Linked DNA regions of Canis lupus: region 1 is linked to region 2. The links are chromatin contacts, called in public Hi-C maps. All regions are on one chromosome and are shown on one strand. Each heading gives the region's core, a stretch centred on a gene start, on an enhancer-like site or on the middle of the called end of the contact. The rest is flanking DNA. Distances are from core to core; before and after follow the strand shown.

Region 1 (5,561 bases), core at 1,000-3,499, 170 kb before region 2:
CCGGGAGGCTGCGACCCCTCGGACCAAGGTGCGCTTTTAAAACATGCGCTCCTTCAATTTACAGTCGGGAATTAATAGTTTTTTAAAAAAATATTTTATTTATTTATTTATTCATGAGAGACACAGAGAGAGAGGCAGAGGGAGAAGCAGGCTCCATGCGGGGAGCCCGACGTGGGACTCCATCCCGGGTGTCCAGGGTCACGCCCTGGGCCGAAGGCAGGTGCTAAACCCCTGAGCCACCCGGGCCGCCCATTAATAGGAATTTTTACCCATCATTTTGTGTGCTAAGATTTGTGAGTAAAAGTTACGCCAGTTCATGGGGAGAAGATAATAGTATTACTCTTACTTCTTACAGTGGAACATCTGGATTGTTTTCTTTTTTCTTTTTTTTAATATTTTATTTACATATTTGATGGAGAGAGAGAACACAAGTGGGGGAGCAGGAGAAGGGAGCTGAGCAGGGAGCCCTGGAGGGACTCAGTCCCAGGAGCCTGGGATCCCAACCTGAGCCAAGGGTGGGCTCTTTTTTTTTTTTTAAATAGAGAACTTTTTTTTGTTTTTAAAGAATTTATTTATTTATTCATGAGAGACACACAGAGAGAGGCAGGCAGAGACACAGGCAGAGAGAGAAGCAGGCTCCATGCAGGGAGCCCCATGTGGGACTCGATCCCAGTACCCCAGGATCACGCCCTGGGCCAAAGGCAGATGCTCAACCGCTGAGCCACCCGGGCGTCCCCAAGGGTGGGCTCTTAACCAGCTGAGCCACCAGGCGCTGGGAGCTTCAGGGTTACCATGTCCAGCATCAGGGGGCCTTTTCAGTCTCGCTGTGTGTTTCCCATTGAAGCCGTTGCACGGGGCAGGAGGTGGCAGAGGGGCCAGCGGACTGTGTTAAGTGATAGAGGGGGGACCTTGTGGCCCGGCCTGACTGTCAGCTGTAGACTGAACAACTCCTTTGGCCTTTGGCCGTGTTTGCAGCGTCTCCTGGAGTCCTGAGCACAAGTGGCCAGAGCAGTGGTGCCCCAAGGGCTCGTGGGATGAGGCCTGTTCGGAGTGCTCAGGCCCTGACCCCATGTCCAGGTGGCGGAGGGCAGCCCTCTCTGCCCCTGGAGTCCGGCTCAGGAAGTATGTTAAATTTCTTTTGTCACTAGGTGGCAGAGTATAATTAAGATGTCAGAATTTTCCCCGTAATATTGGAAGGTGTTTCTAGCTCCTTCCTCATGGCCTCTTTCATTACTTTGCAATATTTGCTAATGCCACTTAGAGTTGAGGCAATGAAATAAAAATTCCTTCTGCAAACACTTCCTATATTATCTAGGATTTTGCTTTTTTATTCATTTAACTAACTTACCTCTTAGGGTGAAGCATCCTTAACATAAATCACATTCTCTTCCTAAGGGCTGGTATTTGGATAATCCAAGCTTCTTACTTTTACCTATTATTTTCTTCTTCTTCTTCTCTCTTTTGCTCCCTCCCTTTTTTAAGTGGGCTTCATGCCCAACATGGGGCTGGAACTCCGGACTCCGATCAAGAGTCACATGCTGCACTCATTGAGCCAGCCAGGAACTCCTTTATTTTTCTTTGGAAGCAAATCCCAGCTATTGTGTCACCGCACTTATACCTATTCCAGTGCGTATCTGTAAAATAAGGACTATTGAATCTGCAGTTTTGGTGATCAACACAAATAATGAATTCTACGCCTGTGGATCACAGTATAAGGATATGCACAGTTATTTACAAAAGCCCAGTTTTTCAAGGGTCAGGGGTTGGGTGTGGTCTGACTTGGAGTGGGCCAGTTCCTGTAACTTATGGAATCTGGGATTTATTCTGATGGGGAACATAGATCCCTGGACCAATGTGGATCACCCTTTGGCCCTTAGATGAGTGTATACGAAGAGTTTAAATGAGCAGAAAGCAACAGATCAAATGTGTGGTCAGCATATGCAATTAGAAAATCTTTAATACCAATCTTTCACATGTCCTCTGCCCTGTTTTTAGAGGGGTGGGAAGTCTTCAGTCGAATCTCCTGTGGCCCTCGCTTCTAGGGTGTCAGTCTTCTGCTGTATTTCCTGCCCTTTCAGGGCGAGTCTCAGTGCTTACGTCTTCCTCAGCTAGGGGTTCTCCTTCCTCATTTCTCCCTGATTAGTACTGGCCCACAGTACCCCTTATACCCCTTTGTCTTAGCAGGGTTGAGTACACCTTTTCTGCAAGGGTTGCTATGTTTTCCTCTCTCCTCGCTTCCTCTTCAAAATCTTATTGTTGTATGAAGGCCCCAGTCGATTCCCCTTTCCACAGCGCTCAGACCACAAATTTGGCTGGTCTGTCCACTTCTGTTTTTCCACTTCCTCTTCCCCATGTACTGGATGTTTGCCACATGACAGGGACTACACTAGATGTTGGGCATACAAGAATGAAAGAATCAGAAGAGCCTTTGAAGAGCTCATCGCTTGACTGGCGGTGAGGTGAGCAGGGGAGTAGAGCATAAATTAGGGCAGTGCAACATGGTATGTGCCAGAAAAGTTGTAGGCACAAGTGATATGAGAACCTAGAAGAAGGGTGGGCTTACTGTGCTTGTCAGGGAGGCCAGAAAAGGCTTGTCCCGGGTGAGAATTTGCTTTCTGTTTTTATATTTAATTTAGTTTATTCTATTTATTTAATTTTAATTAATTTATCGAAGTTATCCATTGATATAGTTGAAATATTTATGCATCTATTATAAAATTAATTTACATGTATATGACCCCTAACCCCTGTTACTTTTCTGCCCATCCCCATGCTATCCAAAGGTAACTACTGTTACTAGTTTTTTTTTTTTTTCTAATTTATTCACAAGAGATTCAGAGAGAGAGAGGCAGAGACACAGGCAGAGGGAGAAGCAGGCTTCCCATGGGGAGCCCGACACAGGGACTCGATCCTGGGACTCGATCCTGGGACTCGATCCTGGGACTCCAGGACCATACCCTGGGCTGAAGGCAGGCACCAAACCGCTGAGCCACCCAGGGATCCCCCTGTTACTAGTTTCTTATGTATCCTTTCAGAATATACAAGCAAGTAGAAGTAAGTTTTTAAATTTCTCCTTTTTTACCCCCAAAATAGCAGAGTAAACTTACTGGTCTGTACTTTGCTTTTTAACATTATCATTTAATGGTTAAAAAATGGACTCTGGAATCAGAATGCTTGTGTTTAAACCCCAGTTGTATAATTTACTAGATGTGTGAACCTGGCAAGTTACATAATTTCTCATTCCTTTAGTTTCTTCATGTGTATCTGAGATTTTCAGAATCTCGCAACTTTATATCTAAAATCTTTTATGGATGCTCTATTCTTTTCTGTGTACCAATACTACACTTTTAATTTTTGAGCTTTTTTTTTTAATTTTTATTTATTTATGATAGTCACAGAGAGAGAGAGAGAGGCGCAGAGACACAGGCAGAGGGAGAAGCAGGCTCCATGCACCAGGAGCCCGACGTGGGATTCGATCCCGGGTCTCCAGGATCGCGCCCTGGGCCAAAGGCAGGCGCCAAACCTCTGCGCCACCCAGGGATCCCAATTTTTGAGCTTTTATATTATGTTTACTATTTGGTAGGGCTAGTCCCCAGATGGGGACTTGAAGAATGATTGGAATTCCTCAGGAAGACATGATAGCACCAGTGACAACAGATGTTATTAGTACAAACTGTTTTCACCACCACCACCATTTTATTGTATGTCTACGGTGTGTGAGATGTTCTAAGTCACTCCTTGTTTACTTTTGACTGTTTTCCCTTTGCTTTGAAATTTTGCCTCTTTATTTTAAATATATTTACTTCATCATGGATAACATTTTAAGCCACTTTAAATCCTTTTGGAAGCAAGGAGAGGCATAAATAGAAAAAGACCAAGCAGGAACTGTATTAGGTTACTTTGCATAATAAATCCCTAATCCTTATAACAACCCTACAAGGTAGATATTATTATCCTCTTTTTTATAACCGAAGACATTGAAGCCTGGAGAAGTCAAGTAATTTTCTCAAGGTTATATAGCAAGTAAATGTAGATTCAAACCAGAGTCTATTGGTGTTATCATCTTTGTGGTTCCTGGTGCTTCTTTAAACCATACTGGATGAGGCTCTTTATTAGGATTCTGGTAAAGATAGCAGAAAGAGTGTGAAAGAAACTGAATCCGTAATAGGGAACAGTTATACACATTTTTTCTTAATGGCTAATATACGCATATAGTTACTGTGGACCATGTAAAATCATCACTATCATGTGATTTTGGTGTTAACTCATTAATTCACCAAATATATCCAGAGTCTACCATGCTGGGCACTTTGCTGGGTACTGAGGATAAAATGACACTTGGGATCTGGTCCCTGGCCCTTAACTCTTCCTGTGGGAGTTAACTAGCAGGTCTTCCTGGTCTCAACCCTCTTCATCCATTGCACCCTGAGGAATATCTAGTCTATTCTTCATCCAGTGCTAGTTTATAACCATCTTTTTGTTTGAAAGCTGATAATGCAGATATGATTAGCTAATAGTGACTTCTTGAGGTATTTAAAGATTGTGAAGCTACATCTGGAATCGTCGGCAAAGAGTGCAGTGACTTAATTAGTTATGCCTGCCATGGGGGCAGGAGGGAGAAATGAAGGGAAACAAGCCATGTACTTGTCATACCTGAACTAGTTGTCCAGAATGATCAGTTTCTTTTCTGCAGTTGTTATAAATGGCACCAATTGTATTCTATTGCTCGAATTCACCATTTCTTAAATTGCTATATAAGTTATTCTCCTCTTGGGGAGTCCTGGAGTAAGAAAGCCATTTAACTTGGTTGAGACGCAGTTTCTCAAACATACTTTTTGTACAGGAATCTGTCCCTTCATTTCTAATTGCACAATCTATATCAATGCTGGATGTATCACTTTGTCTGAGTTCTGGAAATATGCCACCATCACTGCCAGTGGAAGCCTTTGATTGCCTTTGATTTCCTAGTATGTTGTAGTGACTTTTGTTTGGAAGGAAGACTCCTGGGCTGAATGCTACTCTGTTGTATGGAAGCCCTTTATTCAATAATTTCTTTCTCTGTCTTGCCATATAAAATTCCTCTGAGAGCCACACCTGGAGTTAAACATGGTTACACGTTGCCTGTCTGGAGTTTTACTGTTTACCTTTTTCAAGACCATGCACAAAGGAGTTCTTGCATCACTGGGATGTGTTAGAAGATAATTCTGTTCATTCTATTTGTTTGCTAAAATCCATGCTCATTAATGAAAAATGTCCTCTAAGAAGTTAATCCTCAAATGACTGTTGCCTCATGGGAAATGTATTTGAACTGCTGATCAGGTTTCTCTCTGTCCACTTGTGGTATCTCTCTGGCCACAGAGGGCAGGGAGGTGGTGGCAGTTGTGCTATAGCATGAGGTGTTCATGGAAAGAATACTGCATTTGGATTCACTAACTCTGGGCGAGTCCCGGAACCATTGCTTGGTTACTATGTAAACTTGAGCCAATCAAACACTGAATATCAATTGACTCAACTATAAAATAATGATTATAGGGATCCCTGGGTGGCGCAGCGGTTTGGCG
Region 2 (5,906 bases), core at 2,763-5,262:
AGCTCAGGTAGCTGAAGGAGACTTAAACGAGGTCATCGGCATTACCAGTGACGCAGTCTTTCTGGGTTGGAGACATTTTTCTATTTTTCAACATGAAAAGTATTTTCTAATGGTACAAAAAGGAAACACATATGCCTCTCTTTCTTTTTAAGGAGCTCATTAATTAATTTGGACAGAACACACTCAGCAGGGGAAGCAAGAGTTTGCCTGAAATGGGCTGGAGGGTTTGAGTAAAAGGGAAGGAGTAGAGATGAAATCGTTCCAGCAGTTTGGCTGTGAAGGGGAGAGCTCCCAGGGTGGCATATTGAAGGTTGGGTTTTCAAAAGAATTGTAAGTCACTGATCAACTAGTAATTCAGGGGAATATTTTGTCTACAATCCAGGCTAACTTGCTGATCCCAAATGACAAGCAGAACAAACATTTTACTTGAGTCCAGAAGCAGTAATGATTTTGAATGTTGCTTATGTCTCAGTAGGAGTCACATTAATACAGAAGGCAATTGATTGCATTGGTCCAATTAAATGGAATTTGTAAGTATTCAGGGCCTGTGTGATTCATGGTTGACTCCGTAGATAGTGGTATTTCTTGTATTTTAAACATTTGAATATTGATTGCTTAATGATTTGTGTCTAACCATGTATTGGAATTAAACTGACTCAAATATGAACTGTAGGTCCTTTTAGTCCTCCTTACGTGAAAAAAGAATTACCTATTTTTCTCCTTAACTTTTAGGCACCTCACATTCTCCAACAATTCTCAAAAAATCCAGCTATTAGTTCTTAATTGTAACACATGCATCTTGAAAAGTTATTTTTAGAATACTTTCTTTTTTTATTCTTCATCGACTTCCTGTGATACTCTACTTTTTCAGTTTCCAAAGGAAGCCAAAGACTGTACATACCAACCAAAAACACGTGTCGTGAAAATCATTTATGTTTTAAACCATGTGCATGTGTACACTTGCGTAGGCCAGTTAATAGATACTACATATCAAAGCAACATCCAAGCAAAGCCTTTTCGGTAACACCTAACTTAAAAGTCTCAATGGAATGATAATTTGAGTTTCTCTGAAGTTCCATGACCTCTAGCAGGGTCTCCAAGGCCACAGCTGGCTGAAGGGCGAGTCTGTAATTAGAAGACACCAGGGTGATCTCAGAATAGAACTTCAAGCCACCTGGGCTACATTTACAGAATCAGCTTCTCTAGAGTAACAGCAACAAAGAAGGGCCTTCCTACTTAATATTTGGAAAAGATCACCTAGGGTGGGGACTTGGGGTTTTCATATGGGTGTTAGCAGGAATCAGGAGTCGGAGGAAAGCTCATTGAGGCATACTCAGGAATAAATCAGCCTATGATATTTAAGGGAGAGCATTCGTGTTTACAAACTTTCTCAAGGGACACATTCTCTTACACCCTAACTTTTGGAATTCAGTATTTTTGTCATACGAACCTGTCACACTTGCAAAATATGGGCTCAGTATCAGCAGACATTTATGTCTGTCCTTGTGTCACTTGGCTAAATCACTTGGGTTCTTTGGGGACTTGGGCTCTTTTTTGGTAGAAATCAACAAGACTAATAAACATGTTTCCACCATTGTGGCGTGTTCATGTATTCTTTGCAGGGGTGAGCAGATTCTTGACACCACAGATTGTTCTTGTTAAAAATGATCACAGGGCTGCCTGAGTGGCTCAGTTTTTAAGCGTCTGACTTGATTTCGTCTCTGGTCATGATCTCAGAGTTGTGAGCCTAGGTCAGGCTCTGCACTGGGTGTGGAGCCTGCTTGAGATTCTCTCTCTCTCTCTCCTGCTCCCTCTGCCCCACCCCCCATACCTCCTTACTTCCCTCTCAAAAAAAAAAAAAAAGTGATCATGTTTGGTGTTAGAACCGTAGACTTATGTATTTAATTTAAAATCAATGGCTATCCTCTCTCTGGGGCTTTTCTTCTTGGGCTCACCTCTTTTATTCACCATCCTACCTTTGTCTTTCTTGTACAGAATTTACTGTCACTCATTCCCCAGTAGCACAAAGTGATTACTTTAATAGGGGTTTTTTGGAGGGAACCATAGCCTTTAATGATTTTGATGGTGGGATTTTAAGCACATTGATAGGTGAGTGTAAGATGGGGGGGTAAGGCAGGGAGTGAGGAGTCCAGGAGAGCTAATCATTCCCCTGATCATACAAGGAAAGCTTTCCTTGATATCTAGAGGGTCAGAGAGATTACTTTTAACTCTTTGCAAGGCCTGGAGTTTGATGGTTCGGCAGGGGAAGAACCTCATAGGCCATGGCTGGTATCTGAAAATGACATTAACAGTCAGCTAGTAACACCCTCTTTGTTTATAGTACTCTTCTTCCAAGGAGGTCAAATGAACAAAATTCACTTTCAGAAAATCCCTGTGAGGCAGAGAGAGAGAGAGAGAGTATACACAGTCTATTTTACAGATGGAGAAATGGAGGCAGAAAGTTGCACATCATGTGGTTCAGCCACATTTGACCCAGAACCCAGTGTCTTGGCCAGAGTTATCCTTTGAACCAAGGCAAGACGCTGCTGGGCCCTGGGCTTCAGAAGGCTTGGCTCTGGCCCTCCTCATAAGGGTGAGCACTCCCAGGGCCACAGAGCCATGCCACCGGAGTTAGGAGTACCCGACCAGGGACCCCAGAATTCCTTGCCCTGAGGCCCCTAAGTGCACTTTCAGAGCCTGCATGGGCCTCCTCACTGGATCTGTCCTGAGCACTGACAGAAGCACTGATGTGTGTACCTCTCTCTCCAAGTCGTGGTCCTGACTAGTGAGTACAGTGTGGTGGGGTGTGGAGGGGTGTGGAGGGGTGTGGAGGGGTGGGGGCTTGTACAGCTGAAGCCCACTGGAGTATAATGGAGCTGGGGGTGGGAAGACAAGGGGTTTGACACCCCCCCCTCCACCACATTCTTGTCAAAACTCAGGTCAGACCCTGAAGAGTCTTTATGTGAACCTGCCCTTCCAGGTTGCTTCAAAGACATCTTTGTCAAGGCAGGAGACCTTTATTTTACATTTTGTTGGCTGGCTGTATGATTTAAATATTTAGACAAGGTTTGTGGGCCTCCATTCGCACTTGGGCTTCTGTCCCTCAAATGTTATGGGCTGTGTGCTTCTGAGTGTCATGGCTAAGCCAGAGGAGGAAGCTGGAGAACTGGAATGGTTCTATAATTTCACAACCGTGATCCTCTAGCTGCACTTTGCAAATCTACAGAAGCCAAAACACGAGCTCTGTGTATTTATCACTGAGACTCCCACCAATATAATGAGCATAAAAAGGGGGACACTCATTCACATTGTTCCTTTTTTTTTTTTTTTTTTTTTTTTTTGTGGCCTCCCACCTCCCCCTCGTTTTGCAAAAAGAAGGAGCAAGAGGCTTTTCACTGGCCCTCGCAGGGACCTGGGAGGCCCAGGCTGGGAATCCCAAAGGCAATAAATAAGTCCCCTATTGAATACCAAAGTCAGGGTTTGTGGTGGAAAACAAAAACTGCTAATTATCCGGAGGACTGTCCGTCTTCCCCCACACCCTGGGCATTTGAAAGGAAAGGCTAAAGGGTTGGTGTCCGGAGGGGTTTCAGCCGCTCAATCCCTCCGACCGGGGGGAAGTAACAAAGGGGGGAAAACTGCTGAAAGCACGAGTTTGGAGGAAGCGGCTTCCACCCGTGCTATTGGCCCAAGGGAACGTGCAAGGAGACAGTCCCTGGCTCGGCCCCAAGCCCCGGGCTGCGCGCTCTCCCCGGGCAGGCGGGCTCGGGCGGGGCAGGGGGCTCCCGGGGCCCCCCGCGCCCCTGCCCCCCGCCCCGCGCCCCCCGCGCCCTGCCCGGAGCAGCGGGACGTCGCCCGTTTAAGGGGCGGGGCGCGGCTCCACGTGCTTTCTGCTGAGTGACTGAACTACATAAACAGAGGCCGGGGAGGGGGCGGGGAGGAGGGAGCGAGCGGGCTTTGACCGGTAGTAACCCCGGCGCCCGGCGCAGCCGAATCTATAAAAGGAACTAGTCGCGGCGAAACCCCGGTAATTCCGAGCGGGAGCGGGCGCGGCCGGCACCTCCGTCCCCGGGGCAGGTGGGACCGGCGCACCCACAGCCCGCTTCTCGGGGTGCTCTGCCCCTCGCCCCCCCCGTGTCCCCCCTTCTCCGGAAGGGTTTTCCAGGGGTGGGGGCAAAGACGCGCACAGAACAGTGGAAAGCAGGTAAGAGGCTCTCCAGCGACCCGGGCGTTAGGGATCTTGCTTACGGGCCGCCGAGGCTGGGGAGGCGCGGGGCTGGGGGCGGCAGCCCGAGCCCCCTGCAGCGGGTGGGGCGGGGGCGGCGTAGGTGGGGAGGGCGCCCGGGACCCGCGGGAGCTGCCGCGCTCGGGGCTCCGCCGGGAAGCATCCCTGGGCGCGGGCGCCGCGCGGCGGGGGCCCTGGTGGCACCGGGGCGCTGCTCCCCGAGAGCCGCACCGGCACCCCGCGCTCCCCTTCGTTGCGGAGAGCCCGAGCCGGCCGCGAACCCCTCGGGCCGGGGGGGGGCGGGGGGCGCAGCCTCGGGCCGTTCTTCCCGGGGCCGGCCTGGCCGGGCTCTGACCTGGGGCTCGCCCCGTGCGCCCCCGGACCGCCCGCAGCGCGCTTCCTGCGCCCCGAGAACTCGACCGGGCGCCGTCCCGAGCGGGCTCTGCCGGCGCTGCGGGCCACTTGGGGGGCCCCGGGGCGCCCGCCCCGCTGGGGTCGCGGTCCGTTCCTTTTAAAGACAAAAGACTTAGAAGAAGAGGCTGCGGAAACCTGGAGCTGAGGTGCGCGGCCCCCCGCCCCCCATCCTTCCTGCCCTTTGCCGCCTGGTCTCTTGGGGCAGCCTGAGGCCGGGCACGGGTGCGGAGGCCGCGGCGAGACGGTGCCGCGGAGTGACCGGGAGTAACCCCGGCGGGCGGCGCGGAACTCGGAGCTCCGCCGCGGGGCTGGGCGGGGGGAGGGGGGGCGGGGATGGAGGAGGAGGCGGGGGATGCAGGGGGGCGGGGATGCAAGGAGGGAGGGGGATGCAAGGAGGGAGGGGATGCAGGGGGGCGGGGGGTGCGGGGGATGCGGGGGGAGTGGGGGATGCAAGGAGGGAGGGGGATGCTAGGGGGAGTGGGGGATGCAGGGGGGCGGGGGATGCGGGGGGGGATGCAAGGAGGGAGGGGGATGCAGGGGGGGCGGGGGATGCAGGGGGGCCGGGTTCGGGCTGCCGGTGGCTTCGGGGAACCGGTCCGCAGCGCCTCCTGGCCGGAGGGCCTGGGAATCGACCCTGTGGCCGGAGGGGGGGCCCGGGCTCCGGGAGGGGCTGTCGCTCTGGGGTTCCGACTGAGATCCGGTGGAGACGGGTGGCTGGAGACGGGGAGGAAGCCCGGGCGAGGAGGCCGTCCGGTGGTTCCTTATCAGGATGCTTCGATTCCCAGATCCATGTTACAGGAGAAGGGTCCTGGCGCGGGCCAGAGCCGAGGCTGTGTGTAGTGGCTTTACCAGCACTTATCTTATAGAAGGATATGAACAAGATGCATGTGTGAGAGACAGAGAGAGAGAGTGAGAGAGAGAGAGAAGCCTCTGGCCCTGGAAGCAGTTGGCCCCTATCTTTTGCAGCATTGATACCGTCAGCTTTTAAAACCCCAAACTATTATTCAGTGACACCTCGCACAGAGAGTGGGTGGTATATATACATCCATGTAAGAGGACATATTTGATATTATGAAACATTTCCTTGGTGATGAAAATCAGCAAGTCACTTTTTAAGGGCCCCAGCCCCCCTCCCCCCCCAACCAAGAACACCTTACAAAATTTTCCAAGTTCAAAAGCAGTTTTACTGTTTTGTTTGTTTGTTTGTTTGTTTGTTTGTTGTTTTTAAACAATCGTTTGGGACCCAACCTAGGTTTTGAACTTCTTTTCA

What was found. Hi-C and Micro-C count contacts between places; a contact is called where the count stands out from the background.
Region 1: a contact with region 2 is called in a Hi-C map of blood, with 2.0 times the contacts expected there. The contact joins the enhancer-like site here to the promoter of ABCA1 in region 2. A contact is called at or near these places in 2 of 9 Hi-C or Micro-C datasets (amygdala and blood).

What each region holds. Positions count from the first base shown.
Region 1 is chr11:61,417,004-61,422,564 of UU_Cfam_GSD_1.0, reverse strand. All of the region lies in intron 5 of LOC111098116 (a long non-coding RNA gene), which reads left to right. Among named protein-coding and RNA genes, the nearest start is that of SLC44A1, 68 kb to the left of the region's middle. Within about 2 kb of position 2,249, at least 7 of the 20 cell types and tissues checked have an H3K27ac peak or open chromatin away from gene starts, as enhancers often do. A contact at or near this core is called in blood, where this site is marked.
Region 2 is chr11:61,252,159-61,258,064 of UU_Cfam_GSD_1.0, reverse strand. ABCA1 (phospholipid-transporting ATPase ABCA1) reads left to right here and starts at 4,012. Exons shown (of 50, transcript XM_038553002.1): 1 at 4,012-4,201.